2 separate regions of the Mus musculus genome follow, and region 2 is linked to region 1. A link is a contact called in public HiChIP or PLAC-seq data. All regions are on one chromosome and are shown on one strand. Each heading gives the region's core, a stretch centred on a gene start, on an enhancer-like site or on the middle of the called end of the contact. The rest is flanking DNA. Distances are from core to core; before and after follow the strand shown.

Region 1 (5,298 bases), core at 1,793-4,292:
AGGTGGTGTGGCAATACATGCTCACACACATGCACACAATAATAAGTAAATGTAAACATTTTAAAATAGAAGGTTATCTAGAGATGATTTAAATAATCTGGGAGGAGATGCAGAGGTTATTTGCAAACATTAAGCCATTTGACAATAAAGGACTTTAACATCCTTAGAGTCTGTAATCCATGGAGGCTCTGGAACTAACCTCAAAGTACCAAGGAATACTTGTAGTGCCACTGCCTGCTCTGATTCATAAGCTCAGCACAGCCTGTGGTGACCAGTGTAGCTACTACTGGCTACATGAGGTTAATAGGCCCTTGATATCACTGCCAGTCCAAATGAGATAAGCTACAAATGTAAAATACATTTAGCAAAATTTAAATTTTTGAAGCCTTATATGTGAAAATGAAAATATTTTCTATATTGGCTTAAATAAAACATTTTTTAACTTTTTATTTCATTTTTCTGTGTGTGTGTGTGTGTGTTTGTGTGTGTGTGTGTGTGTGCATAGCAGGCATGTAGAGATCAGAAGACAACTTGTAGGGCTGATGTAGGTTCATCAGGTTTAGAAGCAGTGCTTTTCCCTGCAGAGTCATCCCAGCAGCCCTAATTATATAGTGGTGCTGAGATGGAAGTAAGGCTCTCATGAATGAGGGGAATAAGTGTTGTCAGGAAAGTCAGGAAACAACACAGTGCCAGGAAAAGGAAGCACCCCAAAGATCCCTGCACTTACTGGGGTCACAGTTGTCAATGTCTTGATCACAGAAAGGGCCAGTGTATCCCCCACGGCAGATGCACCTGAAGCTCCCTGGCAGGTTGGTGCAGGTACCATGGGGGCCGCAGGGTGAGGCAACGGCACACTCATCCACATCCTTCTGGCATCATGGACTGGAAGTTGGAAGGGAAGCAATTGAGGTTACAGGGGTAAAGTGGGGTCTAAGGATGCCAGCAGCTCAAGAACCCGCTGGGGGAGGCAAGGAAAGGCAAAGACCAGCCGCTATCCCTGGGTGTTTGGCACATACCACTCCTGAAATATATTCTGCCTGTCTCTTTAGATGTTGAATACACACTCTGAAGTCACCCGATCAGAAATATCATCAAATCTCAGGTATCCCAGTATCCTCAGCCCCATATGGCTTCCCTTTTCTCCTGAGCTGACTCAGATGGGCTGTGAATGTCTGGATCCAGCTGTCTTTTCCCAGAATGAAGCAACTTCAAAGGCAGGGCAGGACTGAGTCCCCTCTGGGCTTCCTGGCATTACCCAATATGGAACAAAGTGCAGAACAGGAGAAAGAGGGGAAGAGGAAGAGGAAAAAGAAGAGAGGAGGGAGAAGAGAAGAAGAGGAAGGAGAGGAGGACATTGGTGCACCTTGCCAGCCTGGGGGACAGGAACAGCCAGTCAGCCGGTCAAGGTCAGACTCACAGTGGCTTGGAGTGCAGGGGGACAGCACCTCACATTGATGGCCTGTAGGGAGCAGATAGTTTAAATAGCCTTGAAACTCACTACTCCCAACTCCCCCATCCCTGGAGTCCCCACCCTGATGTTTAGAAAAGACAAAAAAAAGAGAAAGATTAAAGGAATGAAGAAAGGAAGAAGGAAGGAAATACAGATGGGGCTGGAAAGACGGTTCAGTAGTTAAGACCTGTGCATTCTGGGTAGAACAAGAATGGATTCACTAGACAGTGTGGGTGAAACACTATTTATCAACCAAACAGGGGCTCAAACACTCAGCAATTGCCCTTGCCTACGGACTTTGATCTCCTATGCTGTATAATAACAATCAATTGCTCTATTTGTCTGGCAAGCAAGCCTGATTCAGGACAGCCCTGGATTGTCCTTAGATGCAATTCCAGCCACTTGTGGTCCTTCCAGATCCTTCCAGGTCCATGGTAGCCAGCTACTATACCCTAACATCTCCCAGGAATCAGTATAGTGGCTGGCCATGAGTGGAAGGGGAATGGGGACCTGCCACCTTGCTCAGTGACCAGCCAAAAAGTACATTGCAAGAGGCCACCACCTGGCTGCCCAGGCCAGCCCAATCTTCCTGCTGGACCAGCCAGGCAAGGAAGCACCAGTCAGCTGACATTGCCTATGGCTCCCATTCTAGTGCCCATGACACCCTGGTTCCCTCCAAGGCAACCAGTCACAAGCAGGAAGCACCACCTGCCAGAAATGATCAGAGACAACCTCATTCATTACACACCTCACAGGAGAGGCTCTGGGAAGACAACACAAGGCTGCATTCCTTCTAACAGGTTGCTTCCAAAGCCAAACTCAGCAAACTGTTTGCTTGTATTACTGTCTCTTCAGTAATACAAGCAAGCCTGCTGGAGGTGTAGGGTTGCGGTTCTAGCCCCATCCCAGCGATGACAGGCCACCTCAGGAGTGATCAGACCTGTAGTGTGGCTCAGCTTCTTGGGCTCCAACCAGTCTGCGATCTTAACTCAGCCTCCTGAATTTCAGCAGCCCCCGCGGATCCTCCCAGCTCAGCATTTTATCACTCAGGGTTGGCCAGGCCGACCGAAGCAGCAGGTACCCTTAAGAACTACGGTGTGTACCACAGTCAGATAGGGGTGTGCCACATTCACTACCCTACTGTAGGCTCTCCAGAGTACTCCACGCCCCCAGCCTGTGTGCCCCAGGCTCTATCCGAAGCGCGCCCAGCTCCCGATAGGAACCCCAGGGTGGCCCCAAGGGAACCAACGTCATCGCCGCCGCCTTGCACACTAGCGGCCGGGCTGGGTTATAGAAGTGGCGAGGCATGAACCTGCAGAGGGAACATGGCCACCCGGTTGCCCACGTAGCCACGGACTACATGGCTCTGAATAGAGAGCACCCGGCACTCGCCCTCCATGCCGGGCTAGCCTTGGTTGCTGAGGTCACAGTTGCTGTTACGGTCTGCGGATCAGCTCGCTTGTCCCTCCGCGCAGGCGTAGTTTTTGGACTTGGGTGAACTGAGTCTTGGAGTCCCGCTCCGCTAGGGGTGAGCTGGAGGCGGGGCCTCGCTCGTGCCTCGCCTCTCCGGGAAACCAGCTCTGTGGTACTGACCCCTACCCGCTCCTCTGAGCTAGTGCAGCACATCGGCGCCCAAGCCCTCTCTGCACACCCAGGTTAGCACCAAGCCATCTCATCTGGGATTCGCTCCTCAGTGTGGTTAATTCATTCCACGCTGTTCCAACCCGTTGGCCTATGGCGCTGATCACCCCATGGGTGGCACTCCTAAATGCTGCTGTCTAAAAGCTCCCACCCAGCTCCAGTGCTGTAAGACCCTCAGAGATCGGGTGGACTCCTCCAGCCTCATGGCCTCCGTGGAATCCCAGACCCGGTCAGCCGTGTGCTCGGCTGTCTGAACTCTGAACCCCGGGGGTACCTATTCCAGCGATTTCCGGGCTCATGTTCACCTTCTTAGAGCCACTCATGGGTACAACAGACTTGAAGCTGCTGCTCTGGCTTTCCTATTTTCATGCCTCCCCACACACGTGCAATCCTCTCAGTCTTAGAGAAAGTGCACCTCTCTGTCCCATCTCCAGACCTACACTTGGCACTCCTGTGGTCACGGACACATCAGGTTCACAGATCAGCGGCACAGGCCAGCGTGTAAAGTTTGCTTTGTCTTAATGAAATTACTGGGGATGAATGAGGCCAGAGTGAGTGGGGCTAAGAGAAGAAAGGAAGAAAGGAAGGAAGGAAGGAAGGAAGGAAGGAAGGAAGGAAGGAAGGAAGGAAGGAAAGAAGACAGAAAGAAAGAAAGAAAGAAAGAAAGAAAGAAAGAAAGAAAGAAAGAAAGAAAGAAAGAAAGAAAGAAAGAACGAACTGGGGACCAGATCTGCTCTGAAGAGAAAGGAGGAACCCCATTGCTTGGGGAACAGATCAGAAAGAGGAAGTGGTATTGAGGCTCCGTTGGTGGAGTGCATATCAAGGTCCTAGCTTTAACCCCAATCCCTAAAAAGGCAAACAATAAGGAGAAACACATTGTAAGGAATTGTCTTAGTCAGGATTTCTATTCCTGCATAAACATCATGACCAAAAAGCAAATTGGGGGCCGGGCGTGGTGGCACACGCTTTTAATCCTAGCACTTTGGAGGCAGAAGCAGGCAGATTTCTGAGTTCGAGGCCAGCCTGGTCTACAAAGTGAGTTCCAGGACAGCCAGGGCTACACAGAGAAACCCTGTCTCAATAAACCCAAGGGGGGAAAAAAAAGCAAATTGGGGAGGAAAGGGTTTATTCAGCTTACACGTGGCTGTGCATCACCAAAGGAAGTCAGGACTGGAACTCAAGCAAGTCAGGAAGCAGGAGCTGATGCAGAGGCCATGGAAGGATGTTACTTATTGGCTTGCTTCCCCTATCTTGCTCAGCTTGCTTTCTTATAGAACCAAAGACTATCAGCCCAGGCATGGTACCACCCACAATGGACCCTCCCACCCTTGATCACTAATTGAGAAAATGCCTTACAGCTGGATCTCACGGAGGTTCCTCAAGGGAGGCCCCTTTCTCTGTGAAAACTCCAGCTTGTGTCAAGTCAACACAAAATCAGCCAGTACAGGGATGCTTGCCTGGAATAAACTAAATGGAATTGCATTGTAGGAATAATTGTTTGCTGATAGTAACATTTGCTAGATAATATGTATGTGCTGAACACTCCTTGTAACATTTCCTGGAGCAATGGTGCACATTTATAATCCCAGAATTTGGGAGGTAGAGGCAGAAGGATTAGAAGGTTAAGGTCATGCTCAGCTACACAGCAAGCCAGAGGACAGTCTGGGCTACAGGAAACGTAAGACCTGGAGTGGAGGGCAGGGCAGCAGATCTTTGCAATACCCCAGTAAAGTCATTTCACAAACATGGGTCAGGAGAGACCAAAAACCAGTACCATTTTGAAAATAAGGAAAAGAGGGGCTGGAGAGATAGATGGCTAAGCAATTAAGAGCACTGACTGCTCTTCAAGAGGTCCTGAGTTCAATTCCCAGCAACCCCATGGTGGCTTACAACCATCTGTAGTGGAATCTGGTGCCCTCTTCTGGTGTGTCTGTTTGAGTGTTTTTCTGCCTTTGGATGAGGATGTAAGATTTCAGCCCTATTCCTGCCTGCTGCCGTTCTCCATGCCTTATGGCCATTGACCTACCCTCTGAGACTGTAAGCAAAACCCTGGTGCTTTTTGTTTGCTTGCTTGCTTACTTGTTTCCTTGGTCATGGTGTCTCTTCACAGCAATAGAATAGTCATTGAAACACTAGCTGTGGTGGCCATGGAGCGCACGATTGGTAATGATTTAAGAAAACCTTCTCTTTGCAACCACCCAGATGTT
Region 2 (5,298 bases), core at 1,868-4,367, 110 kb before region 1:
ACTTTAATTTGGAACAAAAAAAAACAGGGACACAACAGGAAGACCCAAACTAAAACCATAGTAAGTAAATCCCATGGCCAGAGAGATAGGTAGGGTTCCCTGATATAGAGCTGAGGAGCTGCTATCTGCAGTAACACTACCCCAACACCCCCCCATTCTAACACACACTCACACACACACACACACACACACACACACACACACACACACACACCTAACCTTATAGAAGGAAATATCTGGCTAAAGGAAGCTGTAGGCTGCCTTCAGAGATCAAAGTACTAACCAGGGATGGGCAGAAACTTTCTTTGTAGTTTCTCTGCCTCTGCAGAGATAAAGATCTGCAGATGTGATCATGAACTTCTGACAACTTTTAGCTAGTTCAGGGTTCCTCCCCTCACCAACCAGGATAGATTAGTCCCATTTCTTTCATCTTATTTGTATACCCACATTTGTACCTAGCTGACATCTCTAGAAATTTGGATATTTGGAATTGCAAAGCCAGAGCAGCTGCAGAATCCAGTAGAGACAGGAAAGAAGAAAGACTTCGCGCCCAGCTCCTAGCTTGAGCTGGGAACCCAGCCCCAGATATTCTGGCTCTTTGCAGAGGAAGAAGCCTGAAGACTTCAAGGTTAGACTTACCTGGACAGACTAGTCAGCAACTCTAATGCCTGAGGCTTCTGCCCCAAGCCAACCTCAATGACTCAACCAGTGCCAGCTGCAGGGAGATTTGTTCCTGACTCAGCTGTCAAGACGTCAAGACGGCTCACTCATAGGCGGCAGAAGGGAATTCTTTCCTGCAGCTGCTTCCAGCCTCAAGACCTGAGATCCATGACTCCAGATTATCTCAAAAAAAAAAAAAAAAGGCTGCTCTTCATTGGTGCTACTGAGAGTTCAACCCTGTTTCATTCAAATCCCGAGTGCTTAAAGTTTAACCTCATTGAAGTTGGTAATCCCAAATGGACAATAAAGTACCTCCTCCCACCTGTACTCTTAGTGGTGTGTGGGACAAGAACTTCACTGGAAATGAGGAAAAGTCTCTGCCAACACTTCAATGGGACCCAAGAATTCATGCAGGTTGTGGTGATGATCTACACCTTCCGGGTGGGTGGGGTGAACGGTGGTGAAAAGACTTTGTTCAGGAATGTGATCTTAGTTCCAAGTCCACCCTGGGCACTGAATGTAGCATCGAACGCAAGTGTGAAGCAGGTTTTATTTCTTAAGGAGGACACAACACTATATCCTGCCTGGGTTAATCAGTGATTAACTCTGAGTTACCAATGATGCATCCACGTTACATTAAAAACAAATGCTCTTCTTGGAGTCATTTAACCAAGAATACAGATTTGAATTCTTTACTTCATACTTCCTTTGTTTCTGTCCTCTATCTGTTGCATGAGTCTAAATGTATGCCTGCATCTGTATCTGTTCCTGTCTGTCCACCTGTTTGGTATGAGCTCTGTATGTGTGTGGGGGGGGGGAGAGAGAGGGGGGGGGAAGTGTTTTACTCTATATGGATTGAACAGCACATAATGGGATACTTTACAGAAGTCTTTAACAGAGTTTTACAAGGGATTAAATTGCTAGCTCCATCTGTCTCTAATTGACACAGATAACAAGCATCACTGTTTATCAACTAATTTCTGTAAATGGATACTTTCGACGTTTTTTTGGTAGAAAGTTGCTTCTGCTTCTGCAAGTGTTGCTTTCGTGTGCATTATCTGAGTGAGGGGCCGGGAAGAGTACCTAATCTAAGAGTCCAGGTATGCATTACATTATAGGTTGTAAGAAGTTGATTGCATGGGAAATCCAAAACAAGTAGAGTTGATTGCTACATTGTTCTCTTACTCAATGAGTACATAGGAGGCTAGCAGTCGTGGGTGACTTCCAGGTGTGGTATTATCTCTGGCTGTAAGGTCTAGCAAAAGTTCCAGTCTCTTAGAATGTACTAGATCTTTTCAAACTATTGCAGCACCACAGTTTCTCCTCCCACATGTGCCTGGATAAGCAAAGCTGGGCAGGTCTTCCTTCTACTCATCTGCACTCTTAACTTTTAGACGCCTGCATACCCACCAATTACCACAAAACTACTGAACTGGGAGGAAGCCAAGGACACAGAGGTGTCCACATAGGTGCTTAGTCCACTATCCCAGTGGAGGTCCAGCCTGTGTCTGGCACCAGTTAAGAGACCTGAACTTTAGTTGTGCCACAGTTCATGTGTTGAAAGTTTAGTCCTCTATGTGGCCCTGTTAATAGGCTAGTCATGGTGAAAGGAGCCTATCGGCGGGAGTTGGCCTTCAGAAGACGGTTCTGTGAGACCAAATTAGCAGTTAAAAGTGCTTGTTTCCCAGCCGTTTCTGGGCACCCACACACACACCCCGATCCATGTGCCATACACACAGAAGCACACACATATTCATAATAAAAAGTAAACTTAAGTTGTAAGAATCAGCCCAAACCTAAGATTTTTTTTTCTCTTCCTGTCTTAAGGAGTGCTGCTAGGACATCAACATGAACTCAGTCTACTTTAGAAAGTTGTCCAGCCTCCGGTATTTCAGTACTAAATAAAAAATAATAATACAACCTCCGATTTCACCACTTACTTTCGAGATACACCTATCCTTGCTGTGTTCTCGACTGAGTAGAGATCAGCAGACTGCATCGTCTATATCGCGTCCATGTTCCTGACAGTGAGCATCCCGGCTGTCTGAAACCACTAAGCTTGAGGGTCAATAAGCAGCAATAGTAACTTGAGTTGGGGGCATTTGGGGTTCCCAAGGAAAGATCGTGGTCGAGGTACTGGGTGATGTGGGGATGGATGGACGGACAGGAGGAAAGACATGAGCTGATGTGTGCCTTGGATGCGGTTTGGGGGAGCCGACAGAATGTGCTGCATGCCATCACACAAGGAGGATGGTTATGGGGGGCCCAGCCTATGCCATGACATTCATAGTTGAAGAGTTAGATCAGCCCAGCACCCCATCATGTCCCCTCCCGGCCCCAGGCGACTACATCTCCCAGCATCGCCTGCTCGGGCCGCGGGAAAGGAAAAGAAAAAAAAAAAAAAAAAGTTAAGGCCAAGCATTCCCGGAATGCGCTTCCTGCTGGAGCGGGCCGGTGGGGGGGGGGGGGTAGGCGGGCGGGGCGGGCGGCCGCAGCCCCGGGGCGCGCACTCGGCCGGCCGCGGCCCAAGCATGGCCGAGCCGCTGCTCAGGAAGACCTTCTCCCGCCTGCGGGGTCGTGAGAAACTTCCTCGAAAAAAGTCAGAAGCCAAGGACCGCGGTGAGTGCGGGGACTCTCGGAAAGTAAGAGAAGGGAGCCCCACTCAGCCTCAGATCCCCAGGTCCCCGGTAGGGTACGCAGCGGGACCTAGTGGGTAAGCCGGGAGCGAGCCCTGATGCAAGAGAGGAATATGCACCGGATCTTTGTAAGGCTGGGGGGCTGGGGCGGGGGGCACGGACCGTTATGTGCAGCTGGCCTGAGATGCCAGCCCCAGGGATCCTTGCAAGGCCCCGCAGGGGGGCCTCACCCCTGACAGGAAATGGGGCCTCGAAGGGGCGCCCAGAGAGTGGCGGGGCAGGGGCGGGAGGTGAGGACAGCTGTGTGGCATCGACATGGCTGGGTGGTGGGCACCTCTCCTGGGTACACACTCCTGTACTAAAGAGAGGTCGTGCGGGGTTATATTTATTATTGCAGTCTTTTCCCCAATTCCATGCCACCATCGCTCCAGAGGCTGCAGCCGCACCTACTGTGGCCAGCCCCAAGAAACCGTCCTGTTTATTAAGACAGAGAAACTGAGGCACGTGGTTGTTGGGTGATTTGTCCCGGGCCTGTGAACTGACTTTAAACAATCCTCTGGACTATGCTACTGATGACAGAGACCTGAAACAGAGGGCCAAAGGGTGGAAATAGAAGATCCTTAAATCTGGGGGTCCACAGACAGCAAGAATGAAATGGAAAGGAACGAAAGCTGTATGGGTAGGGGGCTTCGGAAGGAAGCAGTTAAAGGAGGGAGGCCACTATACCAAGGACCTGACTCTTCCTCCCGGGCCGTTCCCAGGGCATCCCAAGGGTCCCAGGGCCAGAGAAGGGATCCGGGTGCCCACACATAAACACACACAGGAAATCGACCATGATGTCAGAGAAAGTAGAGCCAAGATAAGGGGGGCGGGGTAACGGGGCACTGACTGTAGAAATCTGGCTTGGGCTGAGGGGCAAGATCCAAGAGAACTTGTGGGCAGGATTTGGGAAATGGGAAAAGGGTGCTGAATGAAAAAGAAACCAGCGTTCCCTGCCCTGCCTTCCCAGCAGCAGCTACTAGGGCCTTGAGCAGGGCTACAGATCCTATTGTCTAAAGTTGCTTCTCACACTGAGCTCCAAGCTGGAAGGGGGTCGAGAAGAGAATATGATAATACTGAATCTCCTCATAAACAAGACATGGAGCATCAGGAAAAATGCCTTGCTCAAGGCCACTCAATGAGAAGGGGCAGGCGTAAGATTCTAGGATTAATGGAATGTCTGGGAGAGGGGTGACAGAGCCGAAATGTCCTGAGGTTCCAAGGACATTTGACCTGGACTCTTGAGGCTGATTCACAGTCCCTTTTGCATTACTAGGGGCTAGGGCAGGGGACCTTGAAGCTAGGACTGCAAAAGTATTAGCTAGCTGCTAGGACCAAACAAAACAGCTGGTTCCAAAGGAGGCAGTGGCTCCAGGCTAGCAAAGAGCTTCCTTGCTGTCGATTGGTTATGTGAAGTGAGGGCTGAAGCCAATTAGCTAGACTGCCTCCCTGGACCTCTGGGAACTTGAGAGTTGGGTCTTACCATCTTCATTCTCCACCAGGCCACCCAGCCCAGCGCTCAGAGCCCAAACCCCCAGAACCAGAACCTCGTGTCCTTGAAGGGTCTCAGGCTGGAGCAGAGGTACCACCCAGCCCCGAGACACCTCGAAGCCCCACTCGGGGGGCCTACCTGCAAAGCCTGGAGCCCAGTAGCCGCCGATGGGTGCTAGGAGGGGCTAAACCACCAGAGGAGATCTCTTTGGGGCCTAGGACACCTAGCAGTGGGGAGCCTGCTGGTGAGATTTGGTACAACCCCATCCCTGAAGAAGACCCCAGACCACCCGCACCTGAGCCCTTGGGATCACAGCTAGCTTCCTCTGAGCCAGAAGGCCCCAACATCCAAGGTAAGCACAAAGTGTTATATTCACCTACAAGCATGCACAAGCCTCAAACCCTATACTCCAGGTGTTCCTAAGCCTTATTATCCTCAGCCCCGCAAGGACCATAAGATTCATACTCCAAT

The links. HiChIP or PLAC-seq counts read pairs in DNA pulled down with a chosen protein or histone mark.
Region 2: a contact with region 1 is called in an H3K27ac HiChIP or PLAC-seq map of DN3 thymocytes, with 2.5 times the contacts expected there. The contact joins the promoter of Syde1 here to the enhancer-like site in region 1. A contact is called at or near these places in 16 of 39 promoter capture datasets (the 3T3-L1 cell line, 3T3-L1-derived adipocytes, the C10 cell line and 11 more), 1 of 484 Hi-C or Micro-C datasets (the G1E-ER4 cell line), 10 of 115 datasets of contacts at active chromatin or transcription factors (the 230-238 cell line, DN3 thymocytes, embryonic stem cells and 5 more) and 3 of 9 other capture datasets (adipose tissue, liver and pancreatic islet).

Annotation. Positions count from the first base shown.
Region 1 is chr10:78,479,720-78,485,017 of GRCm38.p6, reverse strand. No RefSeq gene overlaps it. Among named protein-coding and RNA genes, the nearest start is that of Gm30232, 4.3 kb to the left of the region's middle. Within about 2 kb of position 3,042, at least 260 of the 459 cell types and tissues checked have an H3K27ac peak or open chromatin away from gene starts, as enhancers often do. A contact at or near this core is called in DN3 thymocytes, the G1E-ER4 cell line, adipose tissue and 5 more, where this site is marked.
Region 2 is chr10:78,589,783-78,595,080 of GRCm38.p6, reverse strand. It overlaps Syde1 (synapse defective 1, Rho GTPase, homolog 1 (C. elegans)), which reads left to right and starts at 3,117. Exons shown (of 8, transcript NM_027875.1): 1 at 3,117-3,279; 2 at 4,838-5,179. The coding sequence starts at 3,192. Gm30346 (a long non-coding RNA gene) reads right to left here and starts at 3,040. Exons shown (of 3, transcript XR_380602.2): 1 at 2,601-3,040; 2 at 640-843.